Linked DNA regions of Mus musculus: all the other regions are linked to region 1. Evidence: chromatin contacts called from public promoter capture Hi-C data. All regions are on one chromosome and are shown on one strand. The core of a region is the stretch at or near the end of the contact, and the rest is flanking DNA. Distances in the headings are between cores, read along the strand shown. Region 1 holds the start of Fbrsl1 (fibrosin-like 1). Region 2 holds the start of Zfp644 (zinc finger protein 644). Region 3 holds the start of Alkbh2 (alkB homolog 2, alpha-ketoglutarate-dependent dioxygenase).

Region 1 (5,064 bases), core at 704-3,203:
AGTTTTTAATCCCAGGAGAGGTAAGGAAATTGGGAAGAAACCCAGAAAGAAAGGTCCTGGACCTAACCTGGTCTCTGGAGCCCCTGCCTTTCACTGAGGCAATGCATTTGAGAACAAGGGAGAGCTGGTATACTGGCTAGTTTTGTGTCAACTTGACACAGCTGGGGTTATCACAGAGAAAGGAGCTTCAGTTGGGGAAATGCCTCCATGAGATCCAACTGTAAGGCACTTTCTCAATTAGTGATCAAGAGGGAAAGGCCCCTTGTGGGTGGGACCATCCCTGGACTGGTAGTCTTGAGTTCTATAAGAGAGCAGGCTGAGCAAGCCTGAGCAAGCCAGTAAAGAACATCCCTCCATGGCTTCTGCATCAGCTCCTGCTTTCTGACCCGCTTGAGTTCCAGTCCTGACTTCCTTTGGTGATTTAAGTGTAAGCTGAATAAACCCTTTCCTCCCCAACTTGCTTCTTGGTCATGATGTTTGTTCAGGAATAGAAACCCTGACTAAGATAACTGGTAAGCAAGGATACCTTTTATTTCTGTTGAAAACTTCAAAAATCGGGTCTCAGTCGTTGTTCTTGGAGTGGAAAAGGGTTGACCTAGAGTGAAACTCCCCACAAGCTGGGAGTGGGGTGGTCTCAGGAGGAGGTGTCTAAAAGAGAACAGTTAGCAGGAATGAGGAGCTGCCTTGGTTCTGCGTCTTTCCAACAGGGTTCTTTAGCTAGTTAGATGCTAGCTCTGAGTAGTTTTGTAATAAAATCTGGAATGGGAAGAAGAGGGAAGGCTGGCAGGTAGGCTGGCAGGTGTGTTGGTCCCCGTGTTGTTAAGTGAAAGAGCACACTTGTGGATGATAGGCCACGTTCCCAGATGCCCCAAGGGACGTCTTGGCAGAGAGCCTGTGGCCATCTCAGGAGCCAGAAAATGTGCACTTGAGGTCCTGTCCAGGGGCATTCTTCAGTCGTGTCTGCTTCCTTTCAGGGCCTCTGCTGCCCAGATGTAGGCATGGCTCAATGTCACTTTTCACTCAGTGCCCAATGCCCAAGCTGTGACACCTCCCTTCTCTTCATGTCAAATGTTCTCACTGGAGGAATTGCTGAGACTTCGTGCCCAGCTCCAGGGCATCCCAACTGGGGAAGTTGCTGAGGAAACTCACGGTTTTGTCTAGTTTTGTACTTCCTATCGGCGGTCCCCAAGTCCTTGGACTAGTGTAGGCAGGTCTCTAAGGAAAGACTACTTGAGACTGGAGGGTTTGGTTTTCAGGGCGCTACCTAATTTTGCATGGGGACCAGAGTGAAACTGGGCTTGAGGGCTTGCAGGTGGACGATGACGTACGCGCTGCCTCTAGGACTTCAGCACAGTGAGCCCCCAGCACCAACCTACCTACTCTCTCTCACGTGCTTCCACTCAGTTTGCCCCAAGCTACTGTAGGTGCATAGACCCATCACCTCCTACGGGAAGGGCGGAAGGGGAGGCGCTGATCGCCACAAACTCGCTGTAGGTGGCTGGGCAGTACTTGTAGGCGAGCACTAATTGCCTAGTAGGCGTGGTCAACAAGGCGAGGCATGAAGTAGGAGGGATCTGACCATGACTAGGCTCAGCGACCTGCACAGGTGAGCAGGACCGGAAGGCAAGGGCGGGGCTTAAGGAACTGAGAAAGCGTAGACAAGAGAGGTGGAGCCGGGAAGAATGGGGCGTGATCTGACAGGGTCGGGGGGTCGGAATTCTAAAGAGCTGTGCGCAAACGGGTGTGGCCTGTTGCAGGGGCGGAGCAAAGGGAAAGCTTCCCCCCTTTCGGGGGCGGGGCTTAACGTGAAAGGGCGAGGGCCCGCTCAGCGCAGAGCCATTTAGTCCGGAAGGGCGGGGTCAGGGCGGGGCCAGGGTGGGGCGGAGTCGACGGGTCAGCCTCCCCCAGCTGCGCCCGCTTCCTCTGGCACTCCGGCCCGGCGGAAGTGCGTCAGTTGTTATCCGCTCTGGTCGCTGCCACTACTGTGTCTGCCTCACGGTCCCGGTGCTCAGAAGCTCCGCCACCCGCCGCCTTCTGCCGCTGCCCGCCGGTCGCCATGGGCCGTGTCCCTGGGGACCTGGTCTAGGGTCGCCGAGAGACCGCCGCACTCCGATGCGCGGGACCCGGGGTCCTAGCCCGCGCGGCGTCCGGTGCTGAGAGCCCGCGCCCGGCATGCCCGCCCCGGTCCCGAGCCCGCCCCGGCCCCGAGCCCGCGCGGCGCCCTCGCAGCCCGGCGGCACGGCGTAGCAGGCGGTGCGGGGCGCCAAGGTCACCGCCGCGGCGCCGCCATGGAGGCCAAGGTCCGGCCAAGCCGGCGTTCGCGCGCGCAGCGAGATCGCGGCCGGCGTCGGGAAGCCGCCCGGGACGCCCGCGCCCAGAGCCCGTCGTCGGGTGAGGAGCCAGAGCCCAGTCCTGGCAAGGAGAACGCGGGACTCCACGGCGCGCCGCCTCAGCGCCCTACGCCTCTGCGCGCTGCGCGCCCCCCGCGGCGCCGTCGCCGCGAGTCCAGCTCGCAGGAGGAGGAGGTTATTGACGGCTTCGCTATAGCCAGCTTCAGCACCCTGGAGGCCCTGGAGGTAGGTGGGCTGGAAGGCCAGACCCGGGACCAAGGAAACGCATACGTATGCCTCCTGGCCCCGCGCTGCAACCTTGCCAGGAAGAGGACCTGGAGTGAGGGGTGTGTGGGAGGACTTAAACCACGCCACCTAAGCGGGCTTTGCAGCGATCGTTACTTGTTGCCAAGTTATCGCTGCGTCCGGGACCAGCTGGGGATTTGGACATTGTTGGGCCTCGGGGAGGCAGCGACGATAAAATGGACACTTGGGATTCTTCCTGTCCTATGATCTCTTAAGGGTTCTTTGGAGGGAACCGGGAGTCAACTGGCAAACCCTTCTTGGTGATCATTGCATGGGTATAGGTAATAGATTTGCTAAGAATACTACGTGTTTGACTGAGTTGTCGTGCACAGTATTTGCTGAGCAAAGTGTCCTTCCGACCTGAACTCAGGTTAGTAGAAGAGAAGGAAGTGAGAGAAATGGTCAGTGAGTGAGTGAGTAGTCACTGTGTCTCTGGAACTCAAGTGGTTGAAAATGCTGGTCAGGCCTTCAGGGCACTAGCAGAACCTTCAAACCCCTAGCAATGCAGAGATCTCTGTCTGGGTGAAAACTTTGGGGACCACATCTCATCTGCTGGGCTGTGGTCGCAGGGATTACTGCGACCCTATTCACTCTTGCCCTGACTGATACCTGCGATTTCCCAGTTTCAGGCCAAGCTTGAGAAAGGGGAATTGGTCATTGGATATCTAAATGGAGTTTTCCCCAAGTTCATATTCTAACCCTGGGGTCTGCCGGGTCTGTAGAGCTGAGGGTCAGTTGGTGATGGCCACTATGAGTAGCCCTGAGATGGGTTTGTTTGATTCGCATGCAGGGCCGAGTCCCACTTTGTGTTCAGCCCTTGTGTCTTCTGGGGAATATGAGATGAGTTATAGGCCCAAGCCAAAGATCCTAAACTAAGATGATTTTGTGGGGTGTGTTGTATTGTGTCTGGTGCTGATGTGCTAAGAAGACACGAAGGCTTCGGGGTTTCTGCCTTAGTGATGATAATGACACAGCCAGACAGTATGCTAAAGCCCCTACTTTGCAGCCATGGTACCAGAAGTTCCAGATCTGCAATCTCATTTCCTACCTTGCCACACCTGTGTCTGCTAGGCCCAAAAAGAACTCAAAAGAGCCTCCACATCTGTTTAGCCTTCTCCACATTTCTTTTTTTGGCCTCTTTTGGGTCTCAGGCTTTACAGCCTCACCTTAGGTGTTCTGTGTACCTGTGTACTGCTTGGTCCTGTGACACAGTTTTTGGTCTCACCTTCTTCCACACTGTGGAGACTTGACTGGTATTCCTGGGCTTCTGCCCCTCACACTTGTCAATGCGAGGATTGAGCCTGCGGGTTCCCAGTACCCAGAAGGAAACAATCAAGACTCAACATATTAAGGAGTGAATACTTGTGAAGAGAGGAAAGGCCTTTCAGGAAGTCCAGAGCTACTGCCTTAAGGTCACATCACACTGTTGTTAGACCAGCCCATTTGTATCTAAATGGTCAGCTTGTGTTGTATCCAGTTGTATTCTCTGGCCTTTCCCCACCTCTTCTAGGCCACATCTAGAGGGTTGACTTGTACAGTCTCACCAGCTTATCCAGGTTCTGAGAGATTACCCTGCCCCTCCTTACACCTATATAAAAATTTGGTATCTTCATGAGCAGCCTCACCTGAGTTTGGCCTTGGAAAGTACTTGGTTTCTGGACAGATCTAGATCATGTCTAGAAGAGTTTTGCTGGGTATCATTTACTGGTAAACTGTAGTGGATTTTCTCCCTGAGATCAAGTAGTTTATAATCTCATCGTATCAGTGATGACGAGTTCACTCTGCCAGTCTCTTTACAGATGTGAATTTATTTATCCTTTCAGATGACCTTACGAGCAGGTTTGAACACTCCCACCTGTAGATGAGAGATAGATACAAGCAGACTGGAGTTTACAGTCTGGACTGTCCTGCTTCTGATTCCTTTGCTGTGTGTGCAGCCTCACTTGTCGGGGGAGATGGTCTGCCACATTCTCAGGGTCAGCAGGACTCCAGCCCAGAGGGAGAGCTCTTCTCAGCAGTGACTTTAGGATCCCCACATGCCATGACACTATTTGAGTGTCAGCAAAGTCTGCATAATCCCCCCAAAGGCAGTTCAGTATATGTGAATGACTTCTGAGTTGTATGGAAGAGTGTCCCATTATCTTATTTGAGAATGTCTGTGCAGCTCCCTGTGCCAGGGCAGCCTCAGATATCTCTGTTCATTTCCCTTTGTCCTTGTAGGGGATGCAACCTTTGGCTCTTTTGTGTCTGTGGGGATAGCTATTTTCCCAAATGTCATGGTGGTGATTGTTGCAGAGAGGGTGCAGTGTGGCACTTAACCACAGATTTAGATCCATAGAACCATGGTTCCTCCCTCCAGCATTTAGGAAATGTAGATTTTTTGTCCTTGTGACAATTCTCTTGGTGTAAAAAGGTGAGAGGAGACTGC
Region 2 (5,064 bases), core at 983-3,482, 3.8 Mb after region 1:
TTTTTTCTTTTTTTAAAGATTTATTTATTATATATAACTACACTGTAGCTGTCTTCAGACACACCAGAAGAGGGCATCAGATCCCATTACAGACGGTTGTGAATCACCGTGTGTTTGCTGGGATTTGAACTCAGGACCTCTGGAAGAGCAGTCAGTGCTCTTAACCGCCGAGCCATCTCTCCAGCCCCCTTGATTGCTTTCTATCTCATGTATTCAGCAGTGTCTCTTGCTGAACCAAGAGCATTTAGTGAGTCTGGCTAGCCAGCTTGCTGTAAGGATCCCTGTCTCTGAGCCTCACAGGCTACAGTTACAGACCTGATGTCATGTCCATCCAGCTCTTACAAGAGTTCTGGAATCTGAACTCCATCTAGTCTTCACACTGAACAGTGCGCTTTGCCCCCTGGGCCATCTCCCCAGTTCAATTAAACTTTAGATATATTTTATAGGAAAGTATTTGCATACTGAGTCTATTTTCTGTTTTATGAGGTTATTTATTCGTTTATTTATTTATTTTTCTCAACAGGATTTCTTTGTGTAGCCCTAGCTATTCTGGAAGTCTCTTTATAGACGAGGCTAGCCTCAAATTAGCAATTCCCCCACCTCCATAGTGCTGGGAATAAAGGTACTCACCACCGTGCCTGACTCTCATGAGAGCTTTTGTTTATAATTTTAAAAGCTTTATGTTTTTAACCTCCCCACTCCCTACTAAGATGAAAGTAGACTCTTTTCTTAGAACTATGGAAACTCATTTATTCAACACTTTATATAATCTGAATACACACACACACACACACAAAGTATCTGGAGATCCCATACATCGATATATTTTATATATCTGAAATGTGCCCTGAAGTATGCAAGGCTTGGTTCCAGGTGATAGGCCTTTGAGTTCTGCAGGTTAACAGACCTGGTGGGTCAGGAGACATGGCTCACTGGCCAAGAGTACCTTATGTGCTTGCTGGGGACTCAGGATCAGGTCCCTTGTGATATTTCCACATGATGGCCTGTCATTTGCAGCTCCAGTTTCAGGTCCTTCCTGAGGCTCATTTGGACTCTGTGGTACCAGGCATGAAGCATGCGGTGCACAGCCATACATTCAAGCAAAACCCAAACTCATGAGATGAGAATAAGTCTCTAAAGTGCATCTCCTCCAAGCAGTTGGCTGAAAATGGACACAGATTTATTTGTTGTGTATCTATCTATTCGTATATATGAAGGAAAGCTTTCATTTTGAAACAGCTCAACAGTCTAATCTCTCTTTGCCACTTTAGGTTGTAATGAACTTGAACAGGTGACAAGAATGCCTGACACACACACAGCATGAACTCTAGTTGTCAGCAGTTACTAGCAAGCGAAATAATTAGAGTGGATAGTGAAATGTTCGTTCTTTGGGATACATTTGCTGCTTCTGAAGGCACCGTTTTTCAGGAAAGATACTCCCATTCTTGACAAATAAATGTAATTATGGTGTATTCCTGTGAATGTTAATAATATCTCGAAGGCTTGGAGGTGCATAGTTCATGATTACTGCTTAACTACTAAAAAACGTTTTAAAGTTTTTCATGAGAAAAAGTTCAGCGAAACCAAAGAATTTAGTAAGGCAGGCCCATCAGAGTATTCTAGAACGTTTAGCTCACCTTCAACAGGTTAGGAACTTGTTGACTCGGTTCAAAAGCAAAGCGAATACCTCTAATTAGTGCGCTGCTTCCCTCAGAAGCCCATGGCTGAATGCTTGTTAAAAGGGAGATTTAGAAGACCCTCTGGGGAATCTATTGATTACCTGAAGAGTTAACCAGCATTTCTGACGTCTCTTTGCATGACTCCAATTTGGACAATCAAGGCATGTTCCTTAGTGCAGAATCTGCCCTTGCAGAGTCCAAGGAACCCAAATCCGGGCCTTCTTTTTGGGTGTCTTGTCTGGGTAACTGAATTTCTATACCTGATGCTTTTGCCACCTGGCCTGTTTAACATCATAAAACCTGTCTGTGCCAGTTCTCCAAGGTAGGCCTGATATATGTTGCTGGTTCTTTCAACAGCTGGAAAAGGGAACAGGTTTTTGGCAAACTAGCGATTGCAGACACCAGAGATGGGCCTATTCCACCTTAAAGGGCCTAGGCATTCCTGGTACTTGGGTCTTGCAGAGTTTGGTCGCCACCATATTTGGAGCGTGCCTACTTTGGGGCGGGAACCTCCTCCGGAGTGGTTAGGTCACCGCTGGGGGAGGTGACCTTGTTTGGTTTTGGCACGGGAGAGCAGCGGTGCAGCGTTGCTGCCGCCCCCCGTGGGTCTGATTGGCACGGGAGCTCCGGCGGCCCGAGAGCACGGGCGCGCCTCGCTGGCTTCCCCCGGCGGCCGGCGGCCAGGCAGAGGCGGGAAAGCCGCGCGCCTGCGCCGTGGGAACCGAGGCCGGAGGCGAGAAGCGGGGAGCGGAGGGGGCCGTTGGAGCCGAGTAGCGTACAGAGCGGCGTGTGACGCGGGGACGCCGCGCGCTCCCAACGTCGCCCCGGTTTGACGCACACGGCACCAAACTGTGAGTTTCGGGGGTCTTATTCGGTCGGATTAGCCCCGGCCCCGGCCGCGTTTCGGACGTCCGGGCTGAGGCGGTGGCGGGACTGAGGGTGGCGGAAGAAGTTGTGGGGGGACCCGGCCCGCGGCGCTCGGGCCCGGGGAGCTACGCCCTAGGCTGGCTCCCAACCCTCGGAAAGGACGCGTTTTGCCGCACAGGCTAAGATGGCGGCTGCTGCCGAGGAGGCGGAGTTGCTGCTGCACAAGGAGCCCGGGCCGCGGGGTCCGGGAGGCGGCGGTCGCGGGGGGCCGCGGAACCTTAGGTGAGCGGCGGCGGCCGCCGCGGGGCGGGACTCGGAGGCGGGCGCGCGGGGCGGGGGGTGCCTTTCCGCTGCGGCGGCGGCGGATCCGGTGGCGGACACAAAGGGGCCGAGCCGGGCTCTGGACTCGGGGGGTTTTGTTTAGTCACATGTAGCGGAGCAGCCAGTGAGCGGTAGGGGGAAGGGGGCCGAGACCCGGAGGTCCGGGGAGCCCTGCGGTCGCCATTGTAACTCCCCGAGTAACGGGGGCGGTCCGAGAGCAGTCAGGCGGCGCCCCGTGCGCGGCTAGGCTACTCTGTCCGGGCCTGTAGCCCCGGCCCTGGAGGTAACTGTCCACACCCCTCCCCTGACTTTGGGACCAGAGCGCATAGCCTTCCCCTTCTTCCCACTGGTCTGCAACATCTTGTGCCGCTAAGTGCCTGAGAAGTAACTCCAAGAGGTAAAAAAAAAAGAAAAAAAAAGAAAAAAAAACACTCGAAGTGTTTGGGTGGCCACGGGGCTTGGTGGGTATCTAGCTAAAGCTTTTTGCCTCTCCAGGTCTGATTCCCTGGCCTTTGTGTCCCTGGGAGCTTAATCTCTGCCAGAGGAAAGCAGGTGTGTGCTCCGTCCACTCCTCCCGAGAACATGAAGATGAGTTGTCCCAGACCCTTCCCCGTGATTGGAAACTTAGGTGGTTTCTTGTTGCGAGACTTCCACAGACGACTCTCGTGTTGGGATCCATCCATGGTTTAGCGACATTAGTGGAAAAGTTCTCTTCAACTGTTAAAATAATACTGACTTAAATGTAGTTGTTATAAAACTTTCGTATTAGCTTTCAAATTTTATGTGATAAAACTCAACGAGGGGATGCCCACGGCTTGTGGCCCTGAAATGATGTTGGTCCTGTTGTGTGCACAAGTTAATTTCCACAGAAGTATCCAAACACCATCACGTGTTGTGGCCAGTCCTGACTGATGCCAAGTTTACTGCATCTGGGAGATGTGTTGGATTTGCCTTAATCGTGTTGTAGTTTAGTTAATTTTGGCCCCACGAAGGAAAGTGTTTCAGAACCTAAACAACTAAAGTTCCCCAGATCAAGAAAACCTGCTTCAGGGCCATGTGTAAGTATCTAGGGAACTAGGTGTCAGCTATACAGCTGTACCTTATTTCCAGTAGGTTTGGTAAGAAAGAAATGGAGATTCTATATTGAAGTTATAATTCAGTGTAGACCTTTAAACTGGTGAAACCTGAGTGCTTGACTGGTACTAATGCAGTTTGTATGTTGCTGTTGAAAATATGGCTGTAAAAAGTTTTAAGTACTTTATATTGTGTTTGCATCATGCATTGTATTTCAAGTAATACTGAAGTGTGAATTCCAAAAGAGCTGGTGCCTTGTATGTGCCATTAATATAATCACATGAAGGAATATTACACCTTTAGATCTTTGAATTTTTTTTTTTTTCTTTTTTTTTTTTCTGAGACAGGGTTTCTCTGTATAGCCCTGGCTGTCCTGGAACTCACTTTGTAGTCCAGGCTGGCCTCGAACTCAGAAATCTGCCTGCCTCTGCCTCCCAAGTGCTGGAGTGCTGGGATCAAAGGCGTGCACCACCACCGCCCAGCTAGATCTTTAAACTTTTTAACATTACTTAAAACTTTAGTTTTCCTCGTTTCTTAGCTTTCTTTCAAATACAGAGAAGTTTTGTATTAGGAGGCAGGAGATATGCTAACAATCAGATGTGTCCCCTGGATCATACAGTATTAGAAAGGAAGATGGCCAAGAGCTACTGTTCTTACTCATGGCCTTAGCCCTGTAGTGAGCGAGTTAATGCTGGGATGGAAGACGGTCTCTAACTCCTACCCTAGTTCTAGTTTTGTTAGCACCTGGTAGTGGTTTTAAAAACAAGGGGCATTACTGAGCATACCCGTTAATTAAAGTGTCATTAGTGAGACCTTCTGAGACAATACATTTAATGTTATGTAATTTTTAGCAGTGCTGCTTATGTATATATTTTGAGCACTTTCCAACACTGACATGACCCAGAAATGTAAAAGTTAAAAACAAGGAACATGCTTGATAACTAATCTTGGAAAGTTGGAGATAATTGCTGTTACTGCTGCGAAAGTCCAAGGAATGTTGAAGGCCACGCTAGTATCTCTCACTTGGTAATGCCATTTTGTTGGATAAACACATAGGCCTCTCACACTACTATTTAAGTGACTTTTTAAGACCAGCTACTGCTAGTACAAGTCTTAGGAAATG
Region 3 (5,064 bases), core at 1,016-3,515, 3.7 Mb before region 1:
TCCGGGACTCCTGCAGCCGTGCTCACGGTAGGCGCGCTGCCACCTGCGCGGGCTCCCGTTGGGGGCGGGGAGGCTGGCTGGGCAGGGGTCGGTGAGGCCCAGCGCGCATGTGTGGGAGGGGCTGAGGCCCCGCCCCCGGGTGGGTGGGGCTTAGGAGGTAGGGGGAGCCTGCTGCTTACCTACCTACCTGTCCTAGCTCTAAAGCGGGGCTTTCTCCAAGTCTTACTGATGTAAAGATTGAAGGCCTTTAACCCCGAAATGTTCCACTTCCCCAGATACACCTCCCTCCCTCCTTTTCAGTCCCCTTTGGGGATTGAACTCAGGGCCTTTGTGCATCCTGAGCAACCGCTTGACCACTGAGCCATACACCCCCTTGTACTTTTTACCTCCCACACTCACGTCAGACATACATTCAGTTGTGCAGCTTTCAGTTATATCCTTCCCTCTAATATAACAATCCCAGCTACTCTTTTCTACTGAGTGATCTTTTGCAGGTGTAATTTATTTATTTATTTTTTTTATTTTTTTTTTTTTTTTGGTTTTTCAAGACAGAGTTTCTCTGTATAGCCCTGGCTGTCCTGGAACTCTCTGTAGACCCGGCTGGCCTTGGATTCAGAAATCCGCCTGCCTCTGCCTCCCAAGTGCTGGGATTAAAGGCGTGTGCCACTGCAAGTGTAATTTAAACCTCGACCGACCGCTGCCCTGGAAAAACCCTCCTATGCCGCCGTGTGTCACAGAGTGGTGACACACCCTGTGAGCCCAGCATCTGGGAGGTGGAGGCAAGAGGATCAGGAGCACAAGGCTTGGCTACACAAGCTGTTAGGGGCTAGTCTGGGCTACAGCCTCCCAATCTGAACTGACTAGACTCCCAATTTAGCAGTTCTCCAGGCGGTTTGCCTTTCCGCAGCGTCCCGCTAAAATCTTCGCATGCTATGTTATTTTGTCCCTTACCTGGAAAGCTTCAATGCTGGCTTAGGATTCTTCCCTGTAAGATCCTCTTCCCCATCCCCCCCTACTCCCTAGCCTGTCACCCTGCTCACAACTTCCATATTGTACAAAGAAATCTTGTTTATCACATTGCCCCTTTTTTGTTTTCATCTCCAAAATACAACGTGGATAAGACAGGACCTGCTGTGCCCTGCTGGTGTGTGACAGCAGAGAGCACCGTGTGCTCCCATAGGCAGCACTTTAGAGAGATATAACACGTTCCCTCTGGTCGAGGACCAGGGCGTTTTCTCAATGAAGTAAACTCAGCATTCACAGAAAAGTTTGAGCTTGAATATTTATGGTGATTTTTTTTTCTTCTGTGCCACCAGGAGCAAGAAATGACTGTCACAGGTCTTTCCATACCAGCAATGGAAGGAGAAAAACGGTACAAATGTCCTCTATGTTTATACATAGTATATAAATAAAATGGCTGTACTTGAAGCTAAAGATTAAAAAACACAGCTGGGCAGTGGTGGCGCACGCCTTTAATCCCAGCACTTGGGAGACAGAGGCAGATGGATTCCTGAGTCTGAGGCCAGCCTGGTCTACAAAGTGAGTTCCAGGACAGCTGGGACTACACAGAGAAACCCTGTCTCGAAACAAACCACACACACACACACATACAAAGAAAAGAAAAACAAACAAAAACAACCCCCCCAAAAGATTAAAAAACACGGGGGCAGGGGCAGGAGAGATGGCTCAGCGGTTAAGAGCACTGACTGCTCTTCCAGAGGCCCTGAGTTCAATTCTCAGCAACCACGTGGTGGCTCACAACCATCTGTAATGGAATCTTATGCTCTCTTCTGGTGTGTCTGAAGAGAGCAATAGTGTACTCATATAAATAAAATAAAATAAAGATTTTAAAACACGGTTATATCTAAAAGCAGTGTGCTTACAGAAATAAGTCAAACGCAAAAGGCTATACAGCCTCTAATCCATCACATTTATGTGGAATCGTGAAGAAGAGCAAGCAAGGAATAGCTGACAAATTATGTCGGAACCTAAGGGAGGAAGGATTCTATGGGATGGTATAACTGTTCTCCATGTCGACTGTAGTGGTCAGACAATGCTGTGTCTTTGTCAGGAGTGCAGATTCATACACTGCCCTCAAGCCCCCCAGACAGTATGCTGTAGCACACTAGGCTCGTAGACCCCAGAACTGGTCCACAGGCCTAACCTTGCTGAGCCATCAGGTGAAGGCAGCATCCTGCGGTGCGCAGGGAGACCGGCAGGGGGCGCTGTGCCCGGAAGTCCCGCGTAGGCGGGAGGGGCGGGGTGAGGGTTCCTGGGGCTGCGTGTGTCTGTGCAGAGACCTGACCCACCGCTCCGGGCTCTCCGGTGGAGCCCGGTTGCTCGCCCGTGCCAGCCCCTACCCCGCGGGGCCGCAGGGCAGAGGCAACCCTGCTTTTCTGGGTAACTGGGCGAGCCTCATGCCTCTCTGCGCTTGCGTCTTCCCATGTGTAGCCTTTTGGGTTTGGGCAGCCGTTTGCAGCCAAAGCTCTCGAATTCCGAAGAGGACGGACGGGTCTTTAAAAGTACTCCATTCCAGGGCGGGCCTGGGGATGCGTGCCCGGGATTCCTACCGATGGGCGCCTGGGGCGTGAGGACAGCGTGGTTCGGGTCAGCTTGTGCTAGGAAGACTTAAGCTACAGGGCAGGCTCCCCGCCTGGATGATGCCCGCCAGGCACCTCCTAGGAGGTTTAATGCGCTCTTGTTTCCTTTGTAGGACGCGTCTGAGCTGTGAGTGGGCGGCGGGATGGACAAGTTCCTGGTGAGGCCAGACCTCCGCGACCTCCAAGGGGGAGGGGAGGAGCCCGCCCCGACGGGAGGAGCCTCGGGCGACCTGAAGAGCCCGGACTGGCGACACCTTCGCGCGGAAGGTCTGAGCTGTGATTACACCGTCCTATTCGGCAAAGCCGAGGCAGACAAGATTTTCCGAGAGTTGGAGCAAGAAGTGGAGTATTTTACTGGTAGGCGGAGGTCTTACGTGCGTTAGGCTTGTGCGAGGACAGGATGCGCCTTCCCTGGGAGAAGCGTGAACTTCCGGCTGTGACGGATTAGGTCACGGTCTGGGCAGCTCTGGTTAGGTTAGGTTATGGTTTGGCATACGAACTGTCCACGAGGTCTAGAACGAAATTATTTGGCAACTGATTGGAATTACCTGGGAAGTTAAAAAACTAAATAACAAAAAAAGCAAAACAAACCCCCAAACCGAACCATTCTGGGATCTTCGTGATACTGATTCAAAATAGCTGGAGGCGAAGGTTAGGCCTCAGTGGTTTTTGTTTTTTCGAGACAGGGTTTCTCTGTGTTGCCCTGGCTGCCTTGAAACTCACTCTGTAGACCAGGCTGACCTCAAATTCAGAAATCCTCCTGCCTCTGCCTCCCAAGTGCTGGGATTAAAGGCGTGCGCCACCACTGCCTGTCGACACCCTGTTTTGTTTTGTTAAAGACCATAATTAAATAAATGTATGAGATGAGTCAGCAGTTAAGACTAGTTGCTGTCCCAGAGGACCCAAGTTTGGGTCTGAGCACCCACATGGCAGCCCACAATCCTCTGTAACTCCAGTTCCAGCTACTGTGGTGCCCTTGTCCAGCCTTCGAGGGCACAGACATCACAAGCAAGCAAAATAAAATATTTAAATACATAAAATAAAACAAAATTTTAAAAAGGAAGGGGAGAATGATGGCCTCAGGGGCCTTCTCTTAGAAGGATTTGGTTCTGGACCAGGGACAAAGGGAGTGTGTATTTTGTATATCAAAGCAGACCAGGCCTCCAGGTTCTTCCAGCATCCCCCTCCTCCCCCCACACACAAGTCCTTTCCTGACATACCCTGCCCCCAACCCTGTTTCCAGCCCAGGGGTTGAGCAGCCCTTCCCCCAGAGGCTCTTCCCTATATGATCCAGACATTGTGGTCTCTCCTCTTTCTCTTCTCTCTGTACACTCGAGCTCTTTTTCTATTTCTATTTCTCTTCCTCCTCCCCTATGGTGAATTCCCTGGCCAGTGAACTGGCCCCAAGAAACTGCATTTAGTATTATCTAATCTGTCTTGGCCCATTTCACCCGTGGCAGAGAAATAACTTATCACAAGTCACCCATGTTTTGTTTTCAGCAATTTCATGCATGTGTATGATGCATTTTGGCTGTTTTCACACACCCCCGATTCATCACCCTGACTCCTACAGAACCCCTTTGTCCCAAGCCCCTGTGGTGCTCTCATGTTATTTTGTTTTTGTGGCCCGCTGGTTTTAATGCTATTGTGTCCACATGCCTTGTGTGTCTGCACATAGTGTGTCTACATGTCTCATGTGTCTGCACAAGGAAGCCACAGAATCCAGTGGATTTTCAGTATACTCATGTGCATTCCTTCTGCCCCTTGACATAAAGCCCAGCTGGAGACCGCTTCCTCACTGAGACATGGCCTCTCCTGAGTCTGGAACTTGCAGATCCAGTGAGGCCAGCTGGCCAGTGAGCCTCCAGCAGTGGGATTCGAGGCATACTGAGCAATACCTTGTGGTGGACACTTTACCAACTGAGGCATCTCTCTCTTTCGTTGAGACATGCTGGCTTGGAATTTGTGTTCTGTCTACTTCAGCACCAGAGTGAATACTTGGGACAAGCCACAATGATTTAGGGTAAGAGGTTCCCAACATGGCGTTTTACAACGTGAGCAGAGGGAACGTTGTTTCTGCTTCTCCACCTTTGAATGTGCGGAGCTGTCTGCACCCAAGGGTCACTGGTGGAACTCCCGTTCTTCTACGCAGGTGCACTGGCCAAGGTCCAGGTGTTCGGAAAGTGGCACAGTGTTCCCAGGAAGCAGGCGACCTATGGCGATGCTGGCCTCACGTACACGTTTTCTGGTCTTACCCTGACACCAAAGCCCTGGGTTCCTGTTCTAGAGCGTGTTCGAGATCGAGTCTGCGAGGTGACAGGACAGACCTTCAACTTTGTACTCGTGAACAGGTAAGGCTTCCTCCGAGGAAAGCCGTGCTCCTTTGTGACAACCCTTCTATAGTGCACCAGGCTAGACAGGTGGCCGTGCCACTCTTGCAGAGAACCCAAGTTCAGTTCCCAGT

Evidence for each region. Promoter capture Hi-C pulls out the DNA fragments that hold promoters and counts their contacts.
Region 2: a contact with region 1 is called in a promoter capture Hi-C map of pre-B cells. The contact joins the promoter of Zfp644 here to the promoter of Fbrsl1 in region 1. A contact is called at or near these places in 2 of 39 promoter capture datasets (cranial neural crest and pre-B cells).
Region 3: a contact with region 1 is called in a promoter capture Hi-C map of pre-B cells, with 3 times the contacts expected there. The contact joins the promoter of Alkbh2 here to the promoter of Fbrsl1 in region 1.

Annotation. Positions count from the first base shown.
Region 1 is chr5:110,445,392-110,450,455 of GRCm38.p6, reverse strand. It overlaps Fbrsl1 (fibrosin-like 1), which reads left to right and starts at 1,953. Exons shown (of 19, transcript NM_001142642.1): 1 at 1,953-2,576. The coding sequence starts at 2,289.
Region 2 is chr5:106,693,998-106,699,061 of GRCm38.p6, reverse strand. It overlaps Zfp644 (zinc finger protein 644), which reads left to right and starts at 2,232. Exons shown (of 10, transcript NM_001363318.1): 1 at 2,232-2,530; 2 at 3,363-3,419.
Region 3 is chr5:114,125,419-114,130,482 of GRCm38.p6, reverse strand. It overlaps Alkbh2 (alkB homolog 2, alpha-ketoglutarate-dependent dioxygenase), which reads left to right and starts at 2,265. Exons shown (of 4, transcript NM_001359941.1): 1 at 2,265-2,400; 2 at 2,714-2,957; 3 at 4,753-4,951. The coding sequence starts at 2,744. It also overlaps a transcript of Ung not described here.